Linked DNA regions of Mus musculus: region 2 is linked to region 1. Evidence: chromatin contacts called from public HiChIP or PLAC-seq data. All regions are on one chromosome and are shown on one strand. The core of a region is the stretch at or near the end of the contact, and the rest is flanking DNA. Distances in the headings are between cores, read along the strand shown.

Region 1 (7,203 bases), core at 3,315-5,814:
CTTGCAGAAAAAGAAAGTTGGATGTCATACAGAAAGCATTACAGCTGTAGGTTTAGTAGGAAGGAGACCATGAACAGGCCCCAGCATCCTGTAAGACCACACACCAGTGCTCTTACCGATGGGCATCCTGCCCCCAATCTTAGAGGCCGCGATTGCCAGAAGTCTCTGTTGCATCTCAGAAATTCAGTCCGACTGGCCAGTGGTGCCTTCTATAGATGGGGAAACTGAACCTTAACTGCTTTGTCACCTATCTCCCGGACTTTGACCTTAATCGATGAAGAAAATTCACATCGGGATCTGTGGCTTTCGGCCCTTGCTTAGTGGAATATGAACGAACTGTCGGTGAGAGATGTTATCTAGTTTCCTCTGTGTAGAAGATGCAGATAGATATCAGGAGGGTCCTCTGACTAAGACCACAAGCTCAGGATGTGTGGTCCATAGTAATACCTCAATAGATGAGCTACAGGGTAAGGGTTTTTCACTGGGTACAGCATAGCCAGTTACACAGCTTCACCGGGGCTCCCTGTGTTAGAGGACTGTTGAAGTTCTCAGCGCAATAGAAAGCCAGTGTATCCCACACGGTGGAATAATCTGGGAATCGAAGCCAGAACCTGACACGTGAACGAAGGTTGCCGAGAAAAAAAAATCCTTTTGGGAGGCAAAAATGGTTTCTGAAGGATATGACTAACAATACTCCTTGGCCGGTAATAGTTGATCAAATCGGGGACCTGTTTGAAAATAAAAATCCACAATCACTTAAGAGACTTTATCAGATTTGTAATATGCGTGAGCCAGTACTCAGCAGGCTCAGAGCTATAGACTCTCTGCTAAACTTAAGAATGGGCATCTTCCAGGCCAGAAACAGATGGTACCAGAACACTAGTGCTCCTAGACAGCCCTCGGGTAAAGACTCAACATGTCAGGCAGGCAGCATCAGGAGAAAAGAGGCCAGGGTGTGGATTACTGTGGTTCTTGACTAAAGTGACAACAGAACAGGACTTCAGCAATGACTGAAAAGTCGGCCCTGTAAAACAACTACTGATAGTAAACAAACTTTTCAGAAACTCAACTCAAACCAACTTGATCAAAAAAAAGGGAATTTATGGGTTACATCATCGAACCGCAGAGACTTTAAAGATGCAGCTGGACTCAGAGACAAATTAATTTAGAGATTCACATATTTTTCAGGACTTCCTCTCTGTGTACCTACATCTTCACCAGCTCAGGCTCCTATTTCAAAGTGCCATAGACTTGGTGGCCTCCACCACAGACATTAATTTCCCACAGTTCCAGAGGCGGGGGGGGGGGGGGGGGAAGGATGGCAAGTTTGGTTCAGGGTAAGGGTTCTCTTCTCATCTTGCAGATGGGTGCAGATTTGTGCCTGCTTGCTCATCAATGTCTAGCCTATAGGAATAATTCAGTCTGACCTAGCTGTTGCAGCTAGAGTGAAGTCACTAACAAAAGCTGGCCTTGCCCTTCTGTGAGTAATGGTATCTGCTAGTGTTAACAGAAAGGGCCCCTCACACTGACTAAACTGAGAAGTAGGAGGTAGCCTTGAAAGTTTACAGTATCAGCAGCTTTTAACAAAAGGTCCTGTCAGCTGTCGGAAGTCACTGGGACAGTGTGAGGCAAAATGGTTTAAAGTTCAAGGAAGAGCCCATCCTTACAGAGTGCTGGGAATCAGCAGTTTCCAAGAGGAACAGAAAGAAGAGAGTCCAGGAGGGAAAACAAGGGCTTAGAAACAGAGGAACCTAATCTGGAACAGAAGCTGCTAGGGACTTCCATCGATGTAAGCCTCAGCTCTGGGGTGGGATTTCACAAGCCACAGACAAGAAAACAGCATTCATGACAGTGATAAGGAGATTACAGAAACAGGAAGCCAACCAAGCCCAACAGCCTTCCACCCATGCTGGTAGCACACAGAACCAGCATGAGGAAATGCTGAGAGTTTAAAACTTGGGGTGCCTGTCATCTTTTCTCAGACTCTTTTGAAAATATTCCCAGAAATGAAATAGCTGGGTCATGTAGTAGTTCTGTTTTTGACTTTCTGAGGAACCTTCATGCTGATTTTTGTAGTGTCTGGACAAATTTACATTCCCACTAAAAATGCATAAGGGTTCCCTTTCTCCCACATCCTCACTAAGTTCTTCTTCTTCTTCTTCTTCTTCTTCTTCTTCTTCTTCTTCTTCTTCTTCTTCTTCTTCTTCTTCTTCTTCTCCTTCTCCTTCTCCTCCTCCTCCTCCTCCTCCTCCTCCTCCTCCTCCTTCTAGTTTATTTTTTAAAAACTTTTTATTGATTCTTTGTGAATTTCACATCATGCACCCCAACCCACTCATCTCCCTGTCCCTTCATATCCACCCTTGCAACCTCCCCAAAAGAAAATAAAAAAATATATATATCATGGAAGTTGTGGTGTGTCACAGTGTGTCTCACAGCATACCATTTTGTTCATACATATTTACTTGGAAATGTTTATTGCAATGAGTCATCGGTCTTGTTTGACGACTCTGACTTCTGCTGCACCATCAATACCGGATCCTCACCAGGACTCCCTCTCAGATATCCTCTAGTTCCCTGTGTCACAGAGATCCTGCAGCTCTGGATCTGTACAACCAATCCCTTTATCCACCAGTTCATAGATGGGGTAGATGTTGGGATGGGCCAACTCAAAGCCCTGGATCTGGGTAGTAGCTGAGTACCAACTCAGCCCTCTAGCTCTCCCAAACCTTCACCACTAGAGTGAACTCTCCAGCACTGCCCTGGCTATATCACCCAATGCCACAACTGACAAGGGGCAGGGCCAGCTCTACTGCTCTCATGCCCTCACCCGTGGCACTAGAGCCAACTCTACTATGCTGCCCAGGTGAGGTACAAAGCCCACTCTCCTGAGTGCTGTAGCCAGAGAGGGGTGGGGCCAGCTATCCCACTGTCGTGACCCCAGAGACAGCTCTTCAATCTGCCTGAGGTGGGAACATCTCTCCTGTGCCCACACACTCTCCAAGCAGCTCACTCAAGCCCCTGCCACCAGGGCTAGTTCTACTATGCTGCCTAGGCATGATTCGGGGCCTGGTATCCCAAATGCTGCAACAAGTGAGGCCATCTCTTCATAGCCCTTTTATTATCAGCATGGTCCCAGGCAGCAGACAGACCAGGGTCCTCTGCATAGACTTTGGTTGTAAAATGAACCACAGAAATCAACAGAGACCCCTGCTGCTACCTGGTCATGGACCTAGACATGGCCCTCAGCAGCAGTATCATAGGCCAGGGCTTTATCATGGCCTCAGGTAGCAAAACAGGCTACACACATTAGGTTATTCCGCTCCACCCTCACATCTCCAGTTCTGCCTCTCTTCATACCGCTCAAACCATTCCAAGTCTCTTTCTTTCCCATCTTTACGCTACATATTTGTATATCATAGTGGCTCATGGTGGGTGAGCCTCTGGGTCATCTGCTGTTTTCTTAATGATAACACTCCCACTAAAAATGTATACAACTCTCTTTCCCCCACCTTTTCACCAGCATCTGTTGTTATTTGTTTTCTTAATGATAGTCTTTCTGACAAAGGTCCCTGGTAGCCTGGAAGTACGCCAATTTGGACATCTAATTCACTCTGGCTGGCAGATAATGATGATTCAGTTGACATTCTACTGTTACCGTGTAAGAAAACCCACAGATGGATGAACTTGGCAGGAGCATACTTGTGCAGGGAGATGGTAAGGCTTTTGCCAGGAAGAGAGAAAGAGAAAGAGAGAAAGAGAGAGAGAGAGAGAGAGAGAAAGAAAGAAAGAAGGAAGGAAGGAAGGAAAGAAAGGGCAGGAAGGGAAGAAAAGGAAAGGGGACGCAAGGACAGAAAAGAGGGGGAAATCCCACAGGTGAACAGCCCAGCTTTCCTGAATCCTATTCTATAAAACCATAATTAGAATAGAATGGGTGCTATTATATCTATTATGTGGAGTAATTTACTACACAGCTGGGATAATCAGTACATTACTATAGAGGAGTATGCAAAAATTAACCAGGAAAAACTCAAAATCAAATTTTATGCATATTCTAGCCTGATATACATAGTAAGTTCCAGATGTCCAGGGCTACAAAAAAGAAACCCCATTTTCTATTTTTAAAAAGTACTTTATCATTACAAAAACATCAAAAATTCATAAAACTTCCTCTGTGTGACTATTTTAAGGAATCAATACAAGATTTGAGAAATTACATGGAGTCTTGCAAAGTCTTGATAATGGAACCTGTTGACAGTCACAAAGTGCACTCAATCCCTTTGGAGTCTCGGAGCTCCGTGCTAATACGTGTCAGTCTCCGTCTTGGACCACACCTTCTAGAATGCCTGAAATTTAGAGAGAACACTAACGAATTATCAAAACCAGCCTTTGGTGTGCACTCAAGTGCGATGGAAAGATTTCCTAAGTCATCGTAATTTGTTCACATGGAAACAGCAGAGAAAGCTAGAAGACACTAGCTTCGAAACTTCTTAGTTGTCTGTCCCTGAGCCCTTTGTGGTACTTCCTCCTCAGAGCCCAGCTCCAGCAGTCCCCTTAGCGGCTGTTTTTAGCAACCACACCCTCTGACTGTGGGTTTGCTCTGCAGTGGCTTTAAGGTTTGAATACGAAATGCCTTCCACAAACAGACACTACAGAATCTTAGGTGTCGAGACAATGGGCATTTGAGAAGGAATTGGAACCTTCAGATCCTGGACTCCTTCCTTGGTAGATTCGTAATATGAGAGCATTCTTAGGAGACAGCCAAAACAGGAAGTGGGATCCAGATAAGAGAAGCAGGTCGTTTAGGGTGTGCCCCTGAAGGATGTATCTTTTACCCCTTCCCCTTTGTGTCCTTCCTGTCTCCTTCTTTGACTTCTGGCCACTATGGGGTGAACAGTATCTGCCGTATACTCCTGCCACCACGGTGTTCCACCTCACTGAAGATCTAGAAACACGGCAAAGGGTCAGGAACTAAGCATCTGAAACTGTGACCCAAAACAAATTCTCTCTTTAATTTGTTCCTCTCAGAACACATTTCACTATGTGTCATAGTGGGGGGAGGGGGGAGTCTAACACAGAGTATGTACACAAAGCCTCACAATGGGACTGTTGATGTAATTCGGTTGGTAGAGTGCTTGTCTATTACCAGCAGAGCCCCGAGTTCCATCCTCAGCACTGCACAAACCAAATGTGGTTTAGTTCCAGCACTCAGGGAGCAGTAGCGGTTTGAAGCCAGCCTAGGACACCCTGTCTCAAAACAAACAAATGAAAAACATTGGGATTCAATGAACAGAACTGATATTAGTCCACTGTGTTCATAGCGTTCATGATGGTCCACGGTAGCTTAGACTTCCTGGTAGTCATTTCCTTGAGTCAGGCTGACCTTAGAGTATAGAAAGAAGTTTACTGTCTTGCTGTCACGCATTGCTGTTGCTTGCGGTCATGTCACAGGACTCTGAGGCAGTAGTGGAGAGACTCGTGAGATGAGGAAGTGAGGTCTCTGCGAGCAGCCGGAGGCATGAACACCTGAAAGCAATTAAGCCCCACCTCCAGCCAAATCTCCTAATGACGGAGTAGACGTTCTCCCTCGTCCGAGAGAGACTGTAGTGAAACGACCCCACTAAGATGTCTCAAATTCCCAACACACAAGACTGTATGACACAATACATGCTTCCTGTTTAAGTCCTGATGTCCCATGGTGATTTTTACTATTTATATGTAATATGCTCATCATGCAAATGAAAAGTAAGCTCAGAGACAGCAACAGAGGACGCACAGTGGGACCCCAGAGCAAAGGCTGATCGTTCACCAGTTCTTCAATTGACTGCAGATGAGAGAGGTCAGGTTGGGGGACACTGAAGCCATTCCCAAGCAAGATGGATGGGCCACCAGCTCAGCTCCTCTCACTGGCAATCTCTGAGAACAGAAGTGACCCAGATTCTGTTTTCCCTTGCTTGGGGAAACATCTGCCTCCACATGCACGGTTCTCTCCACCTAAACAAAATAATTGACTCAAGTCCCTGTGCCACTGGACCTCCACTGGCGCCACACGTGAAATGACCACTGACTCTCACAGCTACAGTGCTGCCAGCTGTGCCCAACGAGGGCTGTGGGGCCGGCCTCGCACCGAGGATCACTGCCTACAACTCTGACCTTGCCTCACAGGTCCCCCGTTGTTGATTCGCGAGGTTACTCTTGAATAGGTGCTAAGGGAGCTTTTGAAATGCACACGATATCCAGTTACTCACTGGTCATATGAATGTCAATCACCCCTGCACAGGCGGGGCTACAGGCTATTTGAGCTCTCGGGAGGAAGCAGAATGTGATGGCTACTGAGTAACAACCAGCCAGTCCTACTGGTTCTGTCTTTTCATCCTTGAACACATTCCGTTAAGAGTCACTATAATCCCCAGGCACAAGTGAATTGAGCGAGTCAAAGGGTTTTAGAAAAGAAAGCCACATCGCCGGGGCGTGGTGACGCACGCCTTTGGTCCCAGCACCCAGGCAGAGGCAGGCGGATTTCTGAGTTCGAGGCCAGCCTGGTCTACAGAGTGAGTTCCAGGACAGCCAGGACTACACAGAGAAACCCTGTCTCGAAAAACAAAAAACAAACAAACAAAAAAAGGAAGCCAAAAGTTCTAAGTAGCCCACTGCCAGTCTTCAAGGTCAAGAGAGACCTGGGATGGTGAACCTTGCTGATCAAGTGAAATAATATAAGCCCGGAGCCTTCTGTGGAACCCGAGAATTCCAGCACCAAAGAGGAAGAAATGACACGCAAGGTGTCAGTAAAGAAAACTCCAGAGCCCATTGTGGGTTAAGTGGGGTTGTGTTGCTGGCCGGTCTCCACCACAGTCTCCTCTCCACCTGCTCCTCTTCAAACGGATGCCTTGGATCCTTGATGGTCTTCAGAGTTACTTTGGGGTTTGACACTGGGAAGAGCCACTATCTGATAGAAATATTAAATCAGTCACATATGTACTTTTAAATCCTTTTCTAGACACACTGTCGTTAAACATCTAAAATAGATAAAGGGTGTAACTCGATGGTAGAGTATTTGCAAGTATACGCAAGGCCCAGGGTTCAATCTCTGAGCGATGAGGGGAGGGGAGTCGATGTGGGGAATAAGTTAAATTAATGCTATATTTAACATACCTAACATATGTTAACATGTAACTAGTTTATTATATAGACTAAAAGGACGGTCTG
Region 2 (7,183 bases), core at 1,250-3,749, 480 kb before region 1:
CATTCTCACAATTACATACTTACACACACACATGATACATTCTCACAATTACATACTTACACATCCATACTTACATATACATGTGGAGCAAAAGACCAAGCACCAGTGTAGAAAGAACTCTCTCATTCTGGACAAAAAAGGAGCTCCAATCTTTATTACATAGAGAAAGAAAAGGCTTCTACCCTTTTAATGCTAAATGAATTAAACCCATGTTTGTAAGAAAAAAAAAAAAGCTTTGTTTCTTTTAATAAGACTAAGCCTGCCTTGTCCTTACCATGGGACCTGTTCTGTCCCATGGTAAGGAGAAGCCTGCCTGCTCCTTCTGCTCTCTGCAGCATCTTCTTTTTTCCTCTTACCCTCTGCATTCTGCATATTGCTCTCTTAGTATTTTATGTTACCTATAGTTTCTAAGTTATTCCACTCTACATTCTCCTTCTAATCTAAAAAGTGTTCTGTCTAAAAACTTCTCCTCAATTCAGTTCCTCTCTCAGCTCAGTTCTTTTCACCTCCATTCCTCTCACCTCAGTCCCTCAGTTCTAACTCCTCTCTTTGTCCTCAGTCCTTAAACATTTTTCAGAATACATGATCACATTTTACAAAGTTCATCACAAGTTCACACAGAAAATCAAATCATAAATTGAAATAGAAGTTTACAACAGAGAATGTTTACATGCATATCTATTAGGAGTAATTATCTAGCTAAACATCCATCACCTGTCTCAGCTCCACAGGTTCACTGAAGGTTTAAAACCATAACTAAGTTATTAGCGAAGTTTTATATAGATAAACCCAGCCAATATTTTATCTTCTGTCCTAGCACCTATAATAAATCATTAGTTCCCTTTTTATAACCTTTGGTTAATTGTTTTACAACCTCTTGGAATGTGCTCTGAGTAGAAGAAAGTCTGGTTACTAAGAGCAATTAACTGGTGACACTTGGAAGACTGGCAGAGTTCTCATCCAGTTTTGACTATCAGAAAAGGACCCAATAGCAGTCCTACTATTAATGAGCTTAATAATCACTGATATAATTTTAGGAATTCTTATAGGATCATCATAAAGACTTGTCATTTATTTATCTACCCACTCCAAAGGGGTGTGTTATTACTTAGTGATTATTATATATGTTTAAAATAACAGGAAAGCATATTAATAGCAGGAATCTTTTCTAAAATGAATCCCTTACAGCCTTGATAAATAAGGGCACACCTGCCACAGATTATATAATAATCTGAAGCAGGCCATTTCAGGATGATCACCTGCTGGTTATTAGCTTGTCCCATTATGGCTCCTGACAACCTGCAATACTAGAATCTGGGTGGTGAAGGCAGGTGGATTACTAGTTTAAGGTCATCTGTGTAAACAGTGATTTTTCAGCAGGCCCACATTAAGACTCTGCTTCAAAAAACCAACCAACTTCAATAACATCAAAATCATTAAGAATCGTATTGCCTCCCCCTTTCCAGGCAGGGGTCACCAGCTTTACCCTCCCTCCGAGAAGCCCTGACCTTCCCCTTCTGAGCCCCTGCTTTGCTGAAAATCTTGGTTGTCTTTCCCTTGCAACTACTTAACTCCAGTATCTGCCTTGGTTACCACATTACATTTTCCTGGTGTTCCAGTCTCTACATGGTCACCCTTAGAAAGATTGAATCTACAATCTCTTTTTGCCACCTTTGGGTATTCGAGGTCAGGACTTTGACATATTTGTTTCAATCAGGGTCTACAACTCAACACTCCAGCCAACTGTAAAGACAATTTTTAATAATATCTAAGCAACCTTGCCCATCACAAGTTCACACAGAAAATCAAATCATAAATTGAAATAGAAGTTTACAACAGATGTTTACATGCATATCCATCAGGAGTAATTATCTAGCTCAACATCCATCACCTGTTTCAGCTCCACAACTTCACCAAATAGCTAAGGGGAAAAATAATGTGAGTCTTTAAAGGATGAACTCAAGTGAAAGGCTTAGACCCAAATACTGGGTGTGTCCATACATGTCTGCTTCTCTGTGTGTTATTTCTCAGCCTCACACCCATGAATATAAACATAAATATATAAATATATCTCTACCCTCTACAGTCTCAGATATCCAACCCTCACGATGCCTACACGTTATTTATTTTCTTTTTGTATCTGGGAGGCCTCTGGAGTATCTGCTCCTCTGAAGTCTCTAGCCCACCCAACAATCTCTTGTGGTCAGTTTACTTACTTCAAAGTCGGAAAAAGCCAGATACAGTCGGAAGGATTGTCTATAGATCCAACTGGAGCAAGTATTGGAGGATTTTGACAATTAATGAATTTTTCTCCTTTAAAAAAAAAAAAAAGGTAAAATAGTTAAAGTACTGCTACAAGTCTTGGCTACCCTGCTAAAGTAAATCCAAATAACCATAACAGAGAATACAAACTGGTCCTGGTGGGTCTAGATGTGAGGGAGGAAAGGGGTAAGACAAAAGAAGGGCACACACCTACTCAAATAACAAAGCAAATAAAAGCATACAAGAGAAAAGAAGCAGAGGACAAAATTCGCTGACTCATTGCCCAAGGGCTTCCAGGTCAGTCCTTAATATATGGCAACTGGGACTGGGTAGAAAAAGTCTATGGTGCTATTTGATTGGCCAATGTGCCATTCCCTCTCATTGGTTGGGAGGGGGTGAGGGGGAGATTGGTGAAAGAAAGGAAGGATATGATTGATATTGGAGATTGGTGTGTGAATCTCAGCCCTCAAGACCTGGTATTCTACAGATTGTTGATGTTGCAGTGAATCTGGATATAGGCTTCCTGAGGAACTCCAGATAAGGGATCTCCAAGGTTTCTGGTTGTATGAATGCATCCCTTCATTCTCCTTGCGTGTGGTTATTATTGTATGTATGCCATCACTATCTCACATTTAATAAGAGTGTATAAATGAGGTTAGAGGCAGCCTCTCTGTCTTTGTCCCCACAACCCCCATGTAGTCCAGGCTGGCACTGAACTCAGGCTTGTCATGTATCTGCCTCTTAAGTGCCAGGACTACAGGTATGTACAACCCTTGTGGCTAAATTTCAAGTTCTAACTATAAATACCAAGGCTATATTCCCTTCCCTGGCTTAAGCTACCCAATGTTAACTGCTGTTTGAAAATATTAAGTGTGGAAAGAGCCAGCAGTGAGAAGACTAAGCTGGTTGTACTTGACATCAAGCCTTGAAGACCTGAGTTCATGGTGGAAGGAAAAATTTACTCCTGCAAGTTGTCCTGTAATTCATTCACTCATGTACACACAATTTATAGATGGATAAATAAATGTAATAAATATCTTAAAAGTTAAGTGATAAATCCCAAAAATAAAGAACTCAATATTATTAAATAACTTTTACTGTGTATAATTAATGTTACTCTGTTTTATTATATTATTAATTATATTTTAAGTTATCTTATAAGTTATTAATAATTTTCTATGCCTAATATATAGATTAAACTTCTGTAGGTGAATATATGGAAAAAATGTACAGGGATCTAACAAGGATCTATTCTTAGTCTCACACATCAACTGGACAGCTTCAAATGGACTTAGATGGTCAATGTAAATACACGGTAATTATTATATATATATATATATATATATACACATATTGGGAAGATGGTCAGGTTTATATATCAATTTTGTATTGATCAAACCGGTCTTATGTATTTTGTTTTGTTAATCATGGCTGGCTGCATGTGGAACTCAAGCAGGGTCCTTGAGCATGTCACACAACTGCTCCATCACTGAACTAGAACTCCACCCTGTCCACTGTCCAGTGTGCTCTAGCGTTTTCATTGTAGTGCCACACTTCCAGCCAACCCCCTACTCCCCCAACCAAAAAAAAAAAAAGCTGCTGCTTCTGAACCCAAGAACCAGAGTTCTCTTGTTAAAGGAGAGAACTGACTCTCCTGAGTTGTCCTCTGACCTCCACTCATAGACATGGAGACATGCACACACACACACACACACACACACACACACACACACACAGAGTAAAAACTCAAAGGTATCATCTTAAATGATCTTTCCTTTCATCATGAGTTTTAGCTGCTTCAGTTTTGAACTGTTTTATTGTTTTGTTTGGGGGTTTTTCTAGTTTATAAAGTCCTGGGAATATATTCTGCCCCCCCTTTGAGTCTACTGAGAGGACCATCATTTTTGTTTTGGGGTGCATGATGGGAAGAGTCACAGTCACCAATGGTACTCAGAACACTTGACTGATTTCAGGAGACAGCTGAAGGTGGGAACAGGTCCTCAGTGATGATTACAGATGCCAGGTGATTCTAGAATGTTGAATCCTGGGTTAAGGATCTAGACCAGTGTTCTCCACCTTCCTGAGGCTGCTGTCCTCTCATGCAGTTCTTCATGCTGTGGTGACCCCCAACCATAAGGTGATTTCCCTTTCTATTTCATAACAGCAATTTTCTATTTTTATGAATTGTAATATGATAGACTGGATATCTGATACAGTGAAAAGTAGTTTGACCAACCACACACAAGGGGTCAAGACCTACAGGTCATTAGAAAGTCTGTCTATACCTCCTTCACCACTATAATCTACACGTTGCACATGTATTTATTTACTTTTAGGGAAATTTATTTAATTTTTTATTTAATATATAAGAGAGAGTAATTTTCTGGAGTCAGTTTTCTCCTTCCATGTGTTGGTCCCAGGAATTGAATTCAGGTCATCAGGCTTGATGGCAAGCACCTTTACCAAAGGAGCTAACTCGGTGGCCCGCCACAGCATTTGTGACATCTCTCAAGGTCCATTTACATGGAACCTTGGCAGGTGATGACATATCTTATTCCTTAGTAGTTTATGGCATCTCTAAGCTATGTGAAATTGAAATTGTGTGTGGAGAAGTTCATTGACTTCTGTGCCCTCCAGATATCTTGCTGTGAAGTTCTTGTCTGGTGCCCTAGTAGCTCTGACATTATCAGCTGGGTGTGGACCACTTTTCAGTCAGGAGATGCTGTGAAGACCCACAATGAGCAAGATTTCTGGGGTGCCCAGTCTATCTCACAAATGTACAGGTGTGACAGTGTTTCTGTTGTTGTTGTTTTGTTGTTATTGTTGTTGTTTATGTTCTCTGTGCACAATTGCATTTGCCTTGGAGGCAGCACTAAACAGAATCAATAGGAAGTATCTAGATATTTAATCATATACAGCTTATAACAATTAAAATAATAAGAGGCCATGATTTCAAAAGGTAGCAGAGGAAGGGGTATGCTAAATAGATTAAAGAGTAAAAAATGAAGGGATGCAATTATATTTTGATTTGAAAATAGTTAAGAAAATGAAAAGACAAAGAGGAAATTATTTGCAAATTAAGCATGATTTTCAATTAAAAATTATATACAGATTAAATCAAGTATTCTCAAAACCTAATTTTAAAAAACTCACATTTAAAACTAAGTAAAAAAATTTTACCAAGGTGTGGTGGCATATAATTTTAATGCCAGACATTGGGAAGACAGGGAAGACTGATCTCTTTGAGTCCAAGGCCAGCCTAGTCTACATACCATGTTCTAGGCCAGCTAGGGTTACATAGTAAGACCTGGTCTCAAAAACATTTTTTGAACAGATACTTTATCAAAAAATATACACAGATATAAGTCAAGCATATGAAAATATACCCACCATCATTAGAAAAATGAAAACCACAGTGCCACTGATTTCTGTATCTATCACTATAGATAGAATTCAAGAATCCCAGTAATGGGGTAGGGTTAATGACTAGGTGTTAAAAAGTTGTTGCCAGCCAAGTGTGAAACCTCAGGACTCATGTAAAAACTGAGCTTGGGAGCTCATTGTACTTTGAATACTCCTACCCTGGTAATAATAGGAAAGACAAGAGAATTCCCAGAAGTTCATGGGCCAGCTAACCTGGCAGTCACTGATGGAAGCAGGGACTTGAACCTGAGATTGTTTTTTTTTTCTATTTCCATGGGTTCAGTGTTCTCTCTCTCTCTCTCTCTCTCTCTCTCTCTCTCTCTCTCCCTCTCTGATGCCTTGACTATTCCATGATATGGTAAAGAGAAAGTTTTTTACTGTAACTATGAGAAAACAGCCAGAGACATCTGGAATATTCCAGAACTTAGAGAGAAAGAAGAAAATTGGACATGGCCAACATGACCATGAGAGAAGCAGAAGCAGAGAGATAAAAGAACATAGAAGAAGAGTGCCAGAGAGCAGAGAGAGAGAGGGAAGAGGGAGACTGGGAAAGGGCATACTTGAAAGAGCAGGTTTAGCTGGGCAGTGGTGGTGCATGCCTTTAATCCCAGCATATGGGATGTAGAGGCAGGCGAATTTCTGAGTTTGAGACCAGCCTGGTCTACAGAGTGAGTTCCAGGACAGCCAGGGCTACACAGAGAAGCCCTGGCTTGAAAAAACAATAAATAAATAAATAAATAAATAAATAAATAAATAAATAAGCAGGTTTATATGGAGGATGAGTAGCTGGAAAGACCATGCACTTGGGTATGCTAACAAGCACAATTGATGGCCATTTGTCTCTGGTGCATTTTGAAATTTGGAAAAATGGAGTTTCCTTTGGACCTGACATATCTGTCTCTCTGTCTCTGTCTCTGTCTCTCTCCTTTTTTAACTAACTAAAACTTTTTGAAGATTCCTCATATCTATGAGGGTGTGGAGGAGTTTGTAATCTATATAGTCAACTATAATCTATATAGAGTTCATAGCCTCTTAAAAATCAAGCATATTTCTACCCACAAGATTGAGCAGTTCCATTTCTAAGTATTTAGAGAGAAATGAAAGCATGTGCTGTCATGAAGACTGGTATACAGTGATGGATGACCAGCTTTAGTAGCGGTTCACTAAAACTGTAAAGCAGATGTCTATACTCTGAAGTAGTCACACAACGGAAAGTTCCTGAGCAATAAAACAATTTTTTAAAGGGAATGGTTAGTACATATACCACATATATGTTGAAAGAATTTTAAAATAATTACACTGAGAAAAAAGAATGTCTCCAATATGAGTCTATTTAAATAAAAATGTTTGAATGCAAGAAAGGAATACAAAGGAAAACAGTTAAACAAATGAAACAAACACAATCTGAAAACTTTCTGATATTATGAATAATTTCAGACAAATGATTATCAAACTAGGAACCCTGAGTAGGAAAACAATAACATTCTAACCCTCTCCT

What was found. HiChIP or PLAC-seq counts read pairs in DNA pulled down with a chosen protein or histone mark.
Region 2: an H3K4me3 HiChIP or PLAC-seq map of embryonic stem cells shows a contact between it and region 1, with 4 times the contacts expected there. The contact joins two enhancer-like sites. A contact is called at or near these places in 7 of 115 datasets of contacts at active chromatin or transcription factors (T-cell acute lymphoblastic leukemia, embryonic stem cells and stem cell-derived neural progenitor cells).

What each region holds. Positions count from the first base shown.
Region 1 is chr9:123,926,487-123,933,689 of GRCm38.p6, reverse strand. It overlaps Gm51701 (a long non-coding RNA gene), which reads right to left. Exons shown (of 2, transcript XR_003948284.1): 2 at 4,984-6,943. Among named protein-coding and RNA genes, the nearest start is that of Gm51701, 4.9 kb to the right of the region's middle. Within about 2 kb of position 4,564, at least 183 of the 459 cell types and tissues checked have an H3K27ac peak or open chromatin away from gene starts, as enhancers often do. A contact at or near this core is called in embryonic stem cells, where this site is marked.
Region 2 is chr9:124,404,102-124,411,284 of GRCm38.p6, reverse strand. No RefSeq gene overlaps it. Among named protein-coding and RNA genes, the nearest start is that of 4930526I15Rik, 16 kb to the left of the region's middle. Within about 2 kb of position 2,499, at least 7 of the 459 cell types and tissues checked have an H3K27ac peak or open chromatin away from gene starts, as enhancers often do. A contact at or near this core is called in embryonic stem cells, where this site is marked.